2 separate regions of the Zea mays genome follow, and region 2 is linked to region 1. The links are chromatin contacts, called in public Hi-C maps. All regions are on one chromosome and are shown on one strand. Each heading gives the region's core, a stretch centred on a gene start, on an enhancer-like site or on the middle of the called end of the contact. The rest is flanking DNA. Distances are from core to core; before and after follow the strand shown. Region 1 holds the start of LOC103653460 (Dentin sialophosphoprotein). Region 2 holds the start of LOC100279373.

The links. Hi-C and Micro-C count contacts between places; a contact is called where the count stands out from the background.
Region 2: a Hi-C map of leaf shows a contact between it and region 1, with 6 times the contacts expected there. The contact joins the promoter of LOC100279373 here to the promoter of LOC103653460 in region 1. A contact is called at or near these places in 4 of 25 Hi-C or Micro-C datasets (ear, endosperm, leaf and 1 more).

What each region holds. Positions count from the first base shown.
Region 1 is chr4:84,763,378-84,769,822 of Zm-B73-REFERENCE-NAM-5.0, forward strand. LOC103653460 (Dentin sialophosphoprotein) reads right to left here and starts at 2,885. Exons shown (of 5, transcript XM_008680356.3): 1 at 2,335-2,885; 2 at 1,458-1,543; 3 at 952-1,296; 4 at 1-857. The coding sequence starts at 2,356.
Region 2 is chr4:85,164,987-85,171,431 of Zm-B73-REFERENCE-NAM-5.0, forward strand. It overlaps LOC100279373, which reads right to left and starts at 4,163. Exons shown (of 6, transcript NM_001152389.1): 1 at 3,256-4,163; 2 at 2,970-3,161; 3 at 2,786-2,873; 4 at 2,618-2,688; 5 at 2,438-2,521; 6 at 384-735. The coding sequence starts at 4,134. The coding sequence ends at 631. It overlaps LOC100275334, which reads left to right and starts at 4,528. Exons shown (of 2, transcript NM_001149431.2): 1 at 4,528-4,755; 2 at 4,829-5,224. The coding sequence starts at 4,602. The coding sequence ends at 4,986.

The sequences.
Region 1 (6,445 bases), core at 1,635-4,134:
ATGGCAACATTAAGATCCCAGTGCAGCCTAGAATCACGAGTCGCATTGGCATGGTTGGTTTGCACAACTGTATCCTGTGAACATCCTATAGTTTTTTCTGGATTGTCTGAACTGTTTGCAATTGCAACACTTGTAGACTTGGCATTAGTCGCATTGGCATGGTTGGTTTGCACAACTGTATCCTTTAAACATCCTATAGTTTTTTCTGGATTGTCTGAACTGTTTGCAATTGCAACACTTGTAGACTTAGCATCAGAAACAATCTCTATTTCGTTTGCATTGTTCAGTGCAGAATATAATGAACAATTAACCTTGGGAGCAGATGCCGATTCAACAAGATTTTCTAAGATAGTTGGTGTGGCAACAAATAAGGACTTCATATCTGGAGCAGATCTAGAAGACCCAAGAGGCATATCATATATGCAATGTGAAGTACCAGGAATATTTAACGTATCCTCCATGTTATGTAATAGACTCAATTTGCTGCTACCAGTAGTATTCTCCAGTTTCCTTTCTTCTGGGAGGTGAGCTAACGTTGAGCACTCCCCATCTAATATTCCACCACTCATCTCACTTTCACAGGCAGCAGAAGCTAGTATATCAATACCAGAAAAATCATCGTCACCAAAACGACCTTTGTTTCCCACCTTATACTCAATTTGTTGCGTCTTAAGCTTATAATGTTTCTCATATGATCTGACAGCTTTAGAAGAGCTTCCCGGTATCTTTTCATATGGATCCACTAGCAATGGAGTGAATGGAGGTGATGGAGAAAAATCCATATGAAATCTTCTCTTTTTTATAGGAACATTTTCCATGGGATCACTAAAGCGTCTACCAAGAATGGATACTCCAAACTGCAAATACACAATATGATCATTCAGCAAATTGTTACTGAAGGATGCATTGACTAAATTATTTCATTGCATTTAAATGGAGAAAAGTAAGAACCTTCTCAGATTCAGAGACTGGAGCGTCTTGCGCCATCTCTTGATTTGTAGCACAGCCAGATAAACAGAAAGATCCAATTCCATCCCTGCTTGTGTCTTCGCCAAAGGAAGCCCTTGCTCTCCTGGTGTCCCTTTGCCTTTTTTTTACAGTCATCCATTTAACCTCAAGATCTATAGGCCTTGGGAGCTCCAAACCCATATTGTTAAGCTTGCCGCTACACGATGGCCCACCTCTGTCTTCTGTTGATTCACCAGTACAGCTTTTGCAGGTCATTGAAATATATGTGTCTGTAAGATTATGAGCTGAAGAAGATGATAACCTTCCAGTGCAAGTACAAGATTTGATCTGTAAATTAGCCAAGCTAACCATAAGCTCATGAACAGCAGAAAGTGAAGAATACAATGAAGAAAATATTGGTATTTTAGCAAACTGATCTAAAACAAGCTTTTCGCTAGGCACAGTGAATGCAAGACAGAAATCACTGTGTTGGCAAATTGTATGCATACCATTAAATCAGATGGCCTTCCTGCTATTTCTGTGGAAACAGATAAACTATTCACATCAATCGCACCCTTGGATCCAATTGATCCCTCTGGAAAACAAAAACAACATAAGGTTGGTATTCAGCACCACACCACCAAAGCTTATGGTACTGTTTGAAGAATAATAGCATCAGTCCACATAGCATGCACATAAGCAAGAGGTAAAAAAACTACAGAACGCCTCCGCAGCCATGCCACCACCACTGGTCACCCATCATCAGTCAATACTTGAACCCTCCCAGTACAATTCAGAAAGAAGTTCCGAATTCCAGGTTCCAGCCCAGCGCATACAAACAAGCAATCTTATCCTGCAGCGTGCAATGAAAGCCAGAAGCTAAACCAAAACCAAGGTCCCTCTGTCTGAGTTGAACCCAGTACTGACGAACTACCACAACAGCTCCTTGCCAAATCAAGTTAACAGCCTCTTGCCGTCAGCCATCGGCCTCCGCACTAGAGAGCACCAATTTCTCTCCTTTTGGAAACAACTGGTTCCAGCAAAACAGGTAGATCTGGAATCGGGTAGAATTTCCGATGAACACCTCTTTCCAGCGGACCAGTAGAGACGACGAAGAGCAGCTGAAACCCGATAGTTCACCTGAGGAGAAATCCGCGCTCAGCAGTCCAGAATCCCTGAGGCAAAGCAGATCTGAAGTCCGACCGGCAAGAAACTATTCTTCATCAACGCCGCATAAAGAAACAGAGGAACCCAGCGTGATCTCCGTGGCGGCTGTGGCGGCCGAACCACAACCCCCGCCAAATCGGGACGTCGGGGCAGCGCCGACTCGGCAAAGCAGCAGCCGCGGAATGTACTCAGATTTCTAAGATCTAGGATTGCAAATACCTTTTGCTCCAGCTTTCCTCATCAAAACCAGCGCCGCCGCGTCCGCGTAAGCCTCTCCCTCCTGACCACGCTCGTGCGCGTGAGTTCCTAGGACTCAGCAGGAAGAATCCGAAAACTGCCGTCCCATCCCTCACTCGCTGGATTCCTTGCGTGCGCCTCGGTGCCAAGAAATTCCTGCGGCTCCTCCTTTTCGCTTTTGACCTCTGCCGCGCCAGGCCAGGCCGATCGATCGGCAACGCCTGTCCCCTGCCGCGGCTCCCGCTGCTGTATCCGCTGATGCCGCCTCGCCGTCGCCGCCGGTGGCGATTTTTTTTTTTATTGGACCCCTTCCTCGTGCTACTTCGCCGCCAGCGGGTGGGGGGAGAAGACCAAGACCATGTTTTCTGTGATTTTGCCAGGGCGCCGTATTAATACTTGTGTATTCATTATTTTCTCTTGGGCATGGACGCGAATCCGGTCTAGGATGGACGGGATTGCCCCTGCAGCGCAAGGCCGCATGGATTATCATGCTATTCTTAGGAGTGTTTGGATCAGCAACTTAAATTTTAATCTCTGCCACCTTTGCTATTTAAACGTTAGTTATAAGTATTAAACATAGTCTAATTATAAAACTAATTACACATATAAGTACTAAACAGCAAGATTAATTAGTTCATAATTCGTCCATTTGATATTACATTAAATATTTGCTAATGATGAATTAATTAGGTTTCAAATTTTGTTTCTTCGTTTAGTATTTAGCTGTGTAATAAATTAATAAGTTTTATAACTAGAATATATTTAATATTTATAATAAGCATTCAAATATCCTATGTGACATGGGCTAAACTTTAGTCCTTATAACAAAATACCTTAGTGATAGTTTCACACATGGGCCTAAGTGCCCGAGTCACGCCTTAGAGGCAGCAACACACTTAAATCGGAATAACTGTCAGTCCCTCAGATCTAGTCCGATAAAGCCACTTACCATAGATCAAGGATCGAATACCACTAGCTCACTCGAAGGTGAGCACAGAGAGAATACAATAAACATAAAACCACAAATTTTTAAAGTACTAGAGTTATTGCATAAATTGGAGTTTTGATAAAAGATAACGAGTTCGAAATTAAATGCAGCTGATAATCGATACGTCGATGCTGTTAAATGCAGCTGATAATCGATACGTCGATGCTGAGGAATAGAGCAAGGTCTAGCCCACTACTCCTCCTAGTCTCGTTCACACTGAAAAGTTGTTTGAAGTTCTTATGTCCTTTGGAGCTCTCGGGTTGCCTGACTCCGATTAAAAACCTTTTTCATGTGCTGAAAACAATTCCTGCTACTGTCAGTGTCACAGGAGGATGGGTAGGAGGATGGATCACAGCACAGGCTATTGTGGAACACTGCTTGATATTATTCAAGATTAGATTGCTAATTAAGAATTAGACTAGTCCCCAGAAGGGTAAAAAAAGATCCATTGATGTCGAGACAGCATCCCACTCGACCGTCCAACTCGGTGGCAGGCTGGAAGATCAAGTCACACCATCAACCATATCATGTAGCGTACCTGAAAAAAATATGCCACAAGCAATGTTGAGTATACTAATACTCAGCTAGACTTACCCGGTGTGAGGAGTCTACGCCTCTACCTCTAGACCATACAGCTGTTTGGCTGAGGGGTTTGGTTTGCCAAAAGCACTAGCTGAGTCTAAAAATAATTTTTAGCTTTTCCCATTCTAGCATATTTATTTAAGCTAGGTTTGCTTCTTTCTAAGCATACATGGTAACAATCATTTAGTACAATCAACATGTTATCTCAAGAAACCTCATTTCACTTTTTACTTAATGCAGTACAAGGGGTCAAGCAGTCTCATTAGCTGCGAGAAGCAGACGATTTGAATCGAGTTTTAACCTTGCAAGGTAAACCTAAACACACGACATGTAGAGACACTCTGTCCCCACACATATCAATTGTCTCCATCGATTCCCCGTTCGCGGTCAGGGCTCACCGTCTTGGCATACAATGCTCCAATGACCCCGGTTGCCGTCGTGCAGTGACCGCATTTGTACCCACCATAACTAGCATGGGAGACCCAGTCTCAGGACAAGTGAGGAGGAAAGTATGCACCCGGCTTCACTCAGGTACTAGGCTTACTGGTTACTGAAAGTCGCCTAGAGGGGGGTGGATAGGCGAAACCTGAAAATTATAACTTTATACCCCACCTAGATCCCTTGATTAGTGGTTAGAACAAGATATACAATTATCGGAGTATAAAAACTAAGTCCTTGCTTGTAAAGAGTATTGCTTTCAAATAATGCGGATTTGATAAAACAATACAACTAATAGGTCTATGAGAATAAAGCAAGGGGGCTTAGATAAGAAGAGCAATAACACAAGTTCTTTCTTGCAAGGTGTTGCTCCACTAAATGAGAGTGCAACTTGAAGCAACACTAAATGATGATAGCAAATAATAGTGCAAGAAAACTTAGAGTGAGAGAAAACAAACAAATCACAAGAAATGAACACAAGAGACACGGGTGATTTGTTTTACCGAGGTTCGGCCCTCGAAGGCCTAGTCCCCGTTGAGGAGTCCACTAAGGACGGGTCTCTTTCAACCCTTTTCCTCTCTCCACCGATCACCGAAGACCGGCGAGCTCTTCTTCTTCTCAAGGATCACTTAAGACCCTGCAAGGATCACCACACTCTTTGGTGTCTCTTGCTAGCTTTACAAGCCTCCAAAACTTTTGAGGAAGTTCAATGGGAGTCAAAACTCCACGCACAAATGAACGCAAGATGTAGCACACACTTTCTCTCAATCAATCTCACAAGGCACTAGAGCTAAACTCTCACAAGAGGCTTTCTTTTGCTTGCTCTCTCTTTTGTGGCACTTGTGTGGTTTGTGATGGTCTAAATCTTGTGTATAGGATGGATCAATGAATATAGGTGGTTGGGAGAGCTTGAATATGTCAACTATATGACTTGGAATGTTGCTTGGGCTCCCACACCTTGAAGTGGCCGGTTGGGGTGGTATTTATAGCCACCAACCAAAATGTAGCCGTTGGAGATGGCTGCTGGCGATGGGCGCACCGGACAGTGTCCGGTGCACCGCCACGTCATCCTATTGTTAGGGCTTGGAGCTGGTCGACCGTTGGAGGCTCTATCCTCATGTGGCACCGGACAGTCCGGTGCCCCTCTGACCAACTGCTTTGACTGCTGCCGCGTTCACTGTGCTGCGCTGTTCCCCGTCAGAGTCGACCGTTGCGCGCTGATAGTCGTTGCTCCGCTGGTGCACCGGACAGTCCGGTGGCACACCGGACAGTCCGATGAATTATAGCGGAGCTGCTCCTGGGAAACCCGAAGCTAAGGAGTTTGAGCTGATTCACCCTGGTGCACCGGACACTGTCCGGTGGCACACCGGACAGTCCGGTGCGCCAGACCAGGGCACACTTCGGTTTCCTTTTTGCTCCTTTCTTTTGAAGCCTAACTTGTTCTTTTGATTGGTTTGTGTTGAACCTTTGGCACCTGTAGAATGTATGATCTAGAGCAAACTAGTTAGTCCAATTATTTGTGTTGGGCAATTCAACCACCAAAATCATTTAGGAAAAGGTTTGACCCTATTTCCCTTTCAATCTCCCCCTTTTTGGTGATTGATGCCAACACAAACCAAAGCAAATATATGAATGCATAATTGAACTAGTTTGCATAAGGTAAGTGCGAAGGTTGCTTGGAATTAAACCAATTTACATTTCATAAGATATGCATGGATTGCTTTCTTCTTATTTAAAATTTTGGACCACGCTTGCACCACTTGTTTTGTTTTGCAATGTTTTTGGAAATTCTTTTTTTTCAAAATCTTTTGCAAATAGTCAAAGGTATATGAATAAGATTTTGAGAAGCATTTTCAAGATTTGAAATTTTCTCCCCCTATTTCAAACGCTTTCCTTTGACTAAACAAAACTCCCCTTAATGAAATACTTCTCTTAATGTTCAAGAGAGTTTTAGATATTAATTTTGAAGAGGGTATACCAATTTGAAATTATATCGAAAATAAGATACCGATTGAAAAATCTTTTCTTAACCCAAATTTGAAAGACTACATTTTTGAAATTGGTGGTGGTGCGGACCTTTTGCTT
Region 2 (6,445 bases), core at 2,913-5,412, 400 kb after region 1:
TCTTTTACGGAGAGTTTGTACACGTGCATAATTGTATTAGAATGATGGTGTGTTTAGATTGCATGGTTTTCAATTCGTTGAATTATTCGAACAAGTCACAACTCAATACTGACCATGTTATTGTTTTGGAGGGTCCTATATACTCCTGTAGTTACTGGTAACTGCCAAACCTGTACTATTATATGTTTTCGTTTTGCTAATAAGTTTTAAAAATTTCAAACTCTTAAAGACAACATGCCAGGACCACTGCGCCAGTACGCTTCTAAACAGTACATGTCCATTTACATGCCAGTCTAAGTGCAACAGGGATCTCTAGCAGTTTTCAAATTTGAAGAAAATGTACTTCCCGGAAGATAAATGTTAAAGGGACACAAACCATATTTCAGAGATAAAATCTGCAGAACTATTCTACAGTTTATAACTTATTGCTCTCCAGTAATTCCATAATATCAACAGTATAATCTCCCCCAACAAGATCCACAACATTGAGACATAAAAACCGGTACAAAAAGATCGGATGAATTCTATTGAATGCTCAAAGATACAAAAATTGGATATCAACAATAGAACTCCAACTGCAATAAGACTACTTATGGGCATATAGATAAGATCATAACTCTTCAAGTGACCTTACAAAGTTAAGCTCTCAGGATCCTCAATAATCTTTGCAAAAGTTTGTAGAAATGCTGCCAAATCAGCACCGTATACAATCCTGTGATCAGCAGTGACATTGACCTGAAAAAAGGAAAATGTTGAAACAACTTAGTTAAATACAAATGCCCTGATGTTGTCATTTCATACTCTGTCCACTATGCCATAGCCAAATTCCAGAAAATATTGCCAGTATTGTCCCGAACATTCTGTTCAACACAAGAACACATTCCAAGTGGCAACCCAATCAAAGAGGTCCTAACTCCTAACTGGCAGCACCAGCAATACATCCACACAATACAACAACAAAGCTTTTAGTCCCAAGTAAGTTGGAGTATGCTAGAGTTGAAACCCAACCGAAGAAAGTCACATGTTAAGGTTCAGACACGTGGATAGCTATTGTTTTTATGCACTCCTATTCAAGGCTAAATCTTTGGGCAAATTCTATTATTTCAAGTCTACTTTTACTAATTCCCATGTTAACTTCGGCCTTCTCCTATCTCTCTTTTCATTACTATCGCACCTTAGGATCCTACTAGGCACTTGTGCCTCTAGAGGTCTCAATTGAACATGTCCAAACCACATCAACTTGTGTTGTACAAGCTCTTCTTCAATTGGTGCTACCCCTAGTCTATCACATATATCATCGTTTTGGACTCGACCCTTCTTGTATGACCACAAATCCAACACAATATACATATTTCTACAACACTTATCTGCTGAACTTGTCATCTTTTTGTAGGTCAACATTCTATACTATACAACATAGCAAGTCTAATTGCCATCCTATAAAACTTGCCTATAAGCTTATGTGATACTCCCTTGTCACATACAACGTCAAATGCTTACGCCACTTCATCCACCCTGCTTTAATTCTATGGTTAATATCTTAATCAATATCTCTGTCTATCTATAGCATCGATCCTAAACATTGAAAGGTGTTCTTTTTGGCTAATACTTTACCTTCCAAACTAACATCTCCTTCTCATATGTAGTAATGCTGAAGTCATATCTCATATATTCGGTTTTAGTTCTACTGAGTCTAAAAGCTTTGGACTCTAGAGTCCCTTGCCACAACTCTAGCTTCCTATTTATTCCTACCCAGCTATAATCAATTAGCATTAAAACAGATTTTGATGAATACAAGTTGTGTGCTTGGTACCTTTGAATTGTATATTTTCCATTGCAAAATTACTTATTTTAGGCCAAAAAATCTATTTTCACAATTTAGACAGAACCATAGAATAGCATCTACTCCTCTTGTTTCAAAACGTAAGTCGTTTTTAGTATTGTCCTATGTCAAACTTCTCCAAATATGGCCAAGCTTATAGAAAAATATATCAACATATGCAATAGCAATTAATGCATTATCAAGACATATTCCATGGTGGATTTAATGACCCTAAATCGGTGTTGTAGATGTTAGTCCATTCTTTTTCTAAACTTGGTCAAATGTAGAGAGTTTCACTTGGGGCAAAACAAGGACAACCTACATTTTGAAACATAATGAGTAGTTATTATAGACAATAACTGTAATTATGCAATATATTGGACATCTTATCATCAAAATTAATTCACGGCATTAAACTACTCATAATAACTATAGATGATAACTACACATGACACTTCACATGATGTATTTAACAAACTCTATGACATAATAACTACAGTCAAGAATACATTTTAAAAATCAGTACGAGGTACAAGTAGAACTATCAATATTTCACCATACTGAAATGCTATATGCAACCAACGGATGTCTAAAACAATCAGGTACACAACTAACCAGCATTTTGCTCTTGACGCTAAAGAAACCATCTTTATCAGCCACAACTGTAGGTTTCGAGGCTCCAACAGCCATAATAGCTCCCTGCACTCAGTGATACTCAAATATTAACCCTCATACATATGGGAAGCATACATTTTACAGTTTACATGGTCTAGGAAGAAAAGGATTTAAGCCCACCTGGCCAGGTGGAAGGATTGCATCAAACCGATCTACACCAAACATACCCAAGTTGGACAGTGTAAAAGTCCCTGCAAATAACAAAATCTTCAGGTAAGCATGTTCACATGAGATTTTCAAAGACAACCTAATACACTATGCAATGCCATGAGCCCATGAGTTCCATACCAGAGTTGTAATCATTTGGTTGGAGCTGTTTTGCACGTGCTTTCTTGACTAGGTCCTTCCAATTTTGCGAGAGCAAATAAATATCCAGCTACAGTGTAACATTCAACAAACTGTTTGGTGAACTTGTTTGCTAAAACTCCGAACTCCGGAGTGAAGCCAAATTTATCACAAAGATACTATATACCTTGTCTGCATCCTGAAGGACAGGTGTAATAAGGCCACCATCAATTGCCACAGCCACTGCAATGTTGATATTACTGTTGTATGTGAAGCTCTTTCCATCCCTGCAGGTACTATTGACAACAGGGTGCTGTGCAAGAGCCATGGCTGCAGCCTTCGCCAACAGCACTGTCATTGTCACTCCCTTTGGCTTAACCTGTCAAAATCAAATCAGCCCAATAGTAATCAGGAAGCGGGGCAAGAAAAACAAAGGAGCTTCAAGTGCAGTCATGCCTGCTCCAAATCCTCACCTTTTCGTACAGCTCATCGAGCTTATCGGTTACAATGGGGTACCCAACGCGGAATGCTGGCACTGCCAGGCTCTCCACCATGTTCTTGCTCACTGCAGCCTGCATGGTAGTGAATGGAACAACAGTCGCGCCAGGAACCGGCGGCAGCACTGCTGCCTGAGGCACAGCACCAACTGAAGGCGCGGCCACAGGTGGTGGCGCAGCAGCAGCAGCAGGAGTGGGCTCTGACTTCGGCTTGATTCCGGCAGCCGCCTCAATATCTGCCGGCGTAATTCGACCGTACGGCCCGGTGCCAGTAATCTTGGCAAGGTCCACCCTGTGCTGCTTAGCCAGCTTCTTAGCGTGCGGGCTGGTAATGCCCTTCGTCCCCGCGGCCACCGGCGCTGGAGCAGTCGTCGCAGCCGGAAGAGGGGGCGGCGCCGCTGCGGCATCCTCCGTCGGAGCAGGAGGCGCCTGCTGCGGCTGCCCGTTGGAGAGCTCCTGAGCCTTGGCGAGCGCGAGGGGAACCTCCTCCTCCGACTCCGCGAGCAGCGCAATGGGGGCGCCCACCGGCGCTGACTCGCCAGCCTGGACGAGGACCACCGCCACGATGCCGTCGTGGAAGGTCTCGACGTCCATGTCGGCCTTGTCAGACTCGACGACCACAACAGCATCGCCCTTGGAGACGCGGTCTCCCTCGCCCGCGGACCAGGATACGATCTTTCCCTCCGTCATGGTGGAGCTCAGCGCCGGCATGAAGATCTCCCGGATCTTGGCGCGCACCACCATCCGCCCGCGCCGCGGCTGCCTCCACCGTGTGCCCGCCGGTACCACTCCGGCACGGAGCCGGGCGGGCAGGGTGGAGGCGGAGAGCGAGAGGGGTGCGGGGGCCGTCGCCATTGAAGAGGAGTGCTCGATGTCGGAGGCGGAGGCGAGGAGGAGAGTGGGCTTTTGGCTGGTCCTGGTTGGGTATATGGGGATGCAAACCAGTGAGGAGGGGCGGAGAAAGCGAGGCGAGGATGGCTTTGGAAACTCCGATGATGCTGTCATGGACCGGGCTTTATTTTGCTGCGGGCCCCTACGTCATTAACAAAGGTGAGCAATCTAGCCCATCGACGGAAGTTACCCTCATCAGCGCTTTAGCCCATGTTCTGAGAGATGGGCTCTATTCCTGCTTATTTCGTTAGGCCCATGGCTTCTATTATTACTGAGCAATGAGATGAGCAGGCCCACGAGGCCACGACTTATCCCGTAGGCCACAACACTCGCATCCAGCTCCTCTGCTTCTGGCGACCAAATTCTGCCGTCTCCACCGCCGCCGCAGCCAGCGTCACCGGAGGGATCTGCCGTCTCCCTTGCTCCACGCGATGAACACCGACATCACCGCCTCGACTAAGCCGGAGTACCCGGTGGTGGATCGGAACCCGGCCTTCACCAAGGTGGTCGGCAACTTCTCTGCGCTCGACTACATGCGCCTCTCCACCATCTCCGCCGTCTCCGTCACCGTTGGCTACCTCTCCGGTTCGCCTACCCTCCCAAACCTTATCTCTCACTTCACCCCCATCGGTAGCTCAGACCCGTGCTTGCCGTGCAGGGATCAAGCCGGGGATCCGGGGCCCGTCGATGGTCACGGGCGGCCTCATCGGGGTCATGGGAGGGTTCATGTACGCCTACCAGAACTCCGCCGGGCGCCTAATGGGATTCTTTCCCAACGACGCCGAGGTTGCGCGCTACAAGCACAAGCTTCATTGAGGATCCAGCTCCATTCCGTCTCTCTTTTCGCAACCGTTTCGCCTGTTCCTTTCCTGATTCCGTGTTAACTTCAGTACTTTATCTGGGCACTCTATGGCCTTGGTTAAATAAAAGTGGTATGTTGTTGCACGGTTATGAGGATTCGATGATACAATTCACCTCATCTTTATGTTGTTTGGTGAGAATTTCGTCGCCGTTTGGGTGAATTTATGAATACTGAAGTGATTTCTGCTCTGAACTTGTTATTTGTTGTGTGGTCGTGTTTGTGTATCTTAGCTTGTCAGGATTGGGGATAGTGATCTTATTACCTCTCATGGTAAGCAATGGGGGTTCATTTGGCTCATTGGCTGCCTGTAGGGGAATATTTCAATGTTTGTTTGTTCAGACGATCTTTGCATCAGGATTTACTTGGTGTCCTCCACATCTGAATTTGGTGCACATTTATCATCAAGAATCTCATGGGGGTACATAGATGGTGGTATTAGAGAGCAAACATAAATTTTATCTGTGCTTACTAAAATCCTGTTTGTTTTATCTTGCGAGTGCAACTTACAAGCTGAAATAAATATGTCTCAGAATCTCTGATTGCAACACTCCATAGGCCAGACTCTTACAGTCCAACGATTTGCTTTCCCCCCAGCTTACAGATTGTAACAACCTACAATGTGCAAGCTAAAACAATGTAGCCTAGGAAGTGTATACAAATCTGTGGAAATGAATTTGATGCAGCTGGTCTTTGTGGTATTGGCATGCTCCCATCCTTTTGATTTGAGTTTTGCGAAGCACATCCTCCTTTATCCTTATTTGCTTCATCTTAGCTTCAGTTGATCCAAGCACGAATGGTCTTTGCTGAGTGAATTTTGTATGCTGCTGAACTGTTGTGAGTATTTGGTGATACAATTTAACCCCCTCGTGTTATTACCTGTCGATAGTTTTGTCCCTGTTTCAGTAAAATTTATGTATTTTAAAGTCATTCCTCTCATGAAGGTTAGTAACCATTGTGAGTACCATAGTAGGATTAGGGGATGTGATTCTACGGGCATGTTTGGTTTTCTACCTAAGGCGCCACAATCTGCCTAACCTTAGGCGCTCGAATTGAAGAACTAAGGTTAGGCAGAAAAGTTTGGCACATTGTGGCGTCTTAGGCACCAAACCAAACAACCCCTACATCTCTTTGCTGTGTTTGGCTGGCTCTGGCTGTTAGGAAAGCTGCCAAAGACTGGTTATATGATATCTGCATGTGGTAATTACTGAACTTGGTGCGAATGGTAAAATTATTAATTTATTTTTTGGGTGGGGCGGGAGGTGGAGTGGGTGAGGGTATAGATATTATTATGAGGGGGAAGGGGGAATACATCAATTTATTGCTCATTGACTTGGGAAATGCACAAAACTATGTGCAAATCACTATGATCTGAATGGTTGTTTGTGGCATAGGCAGCTGTGTTTCAGTTTATTT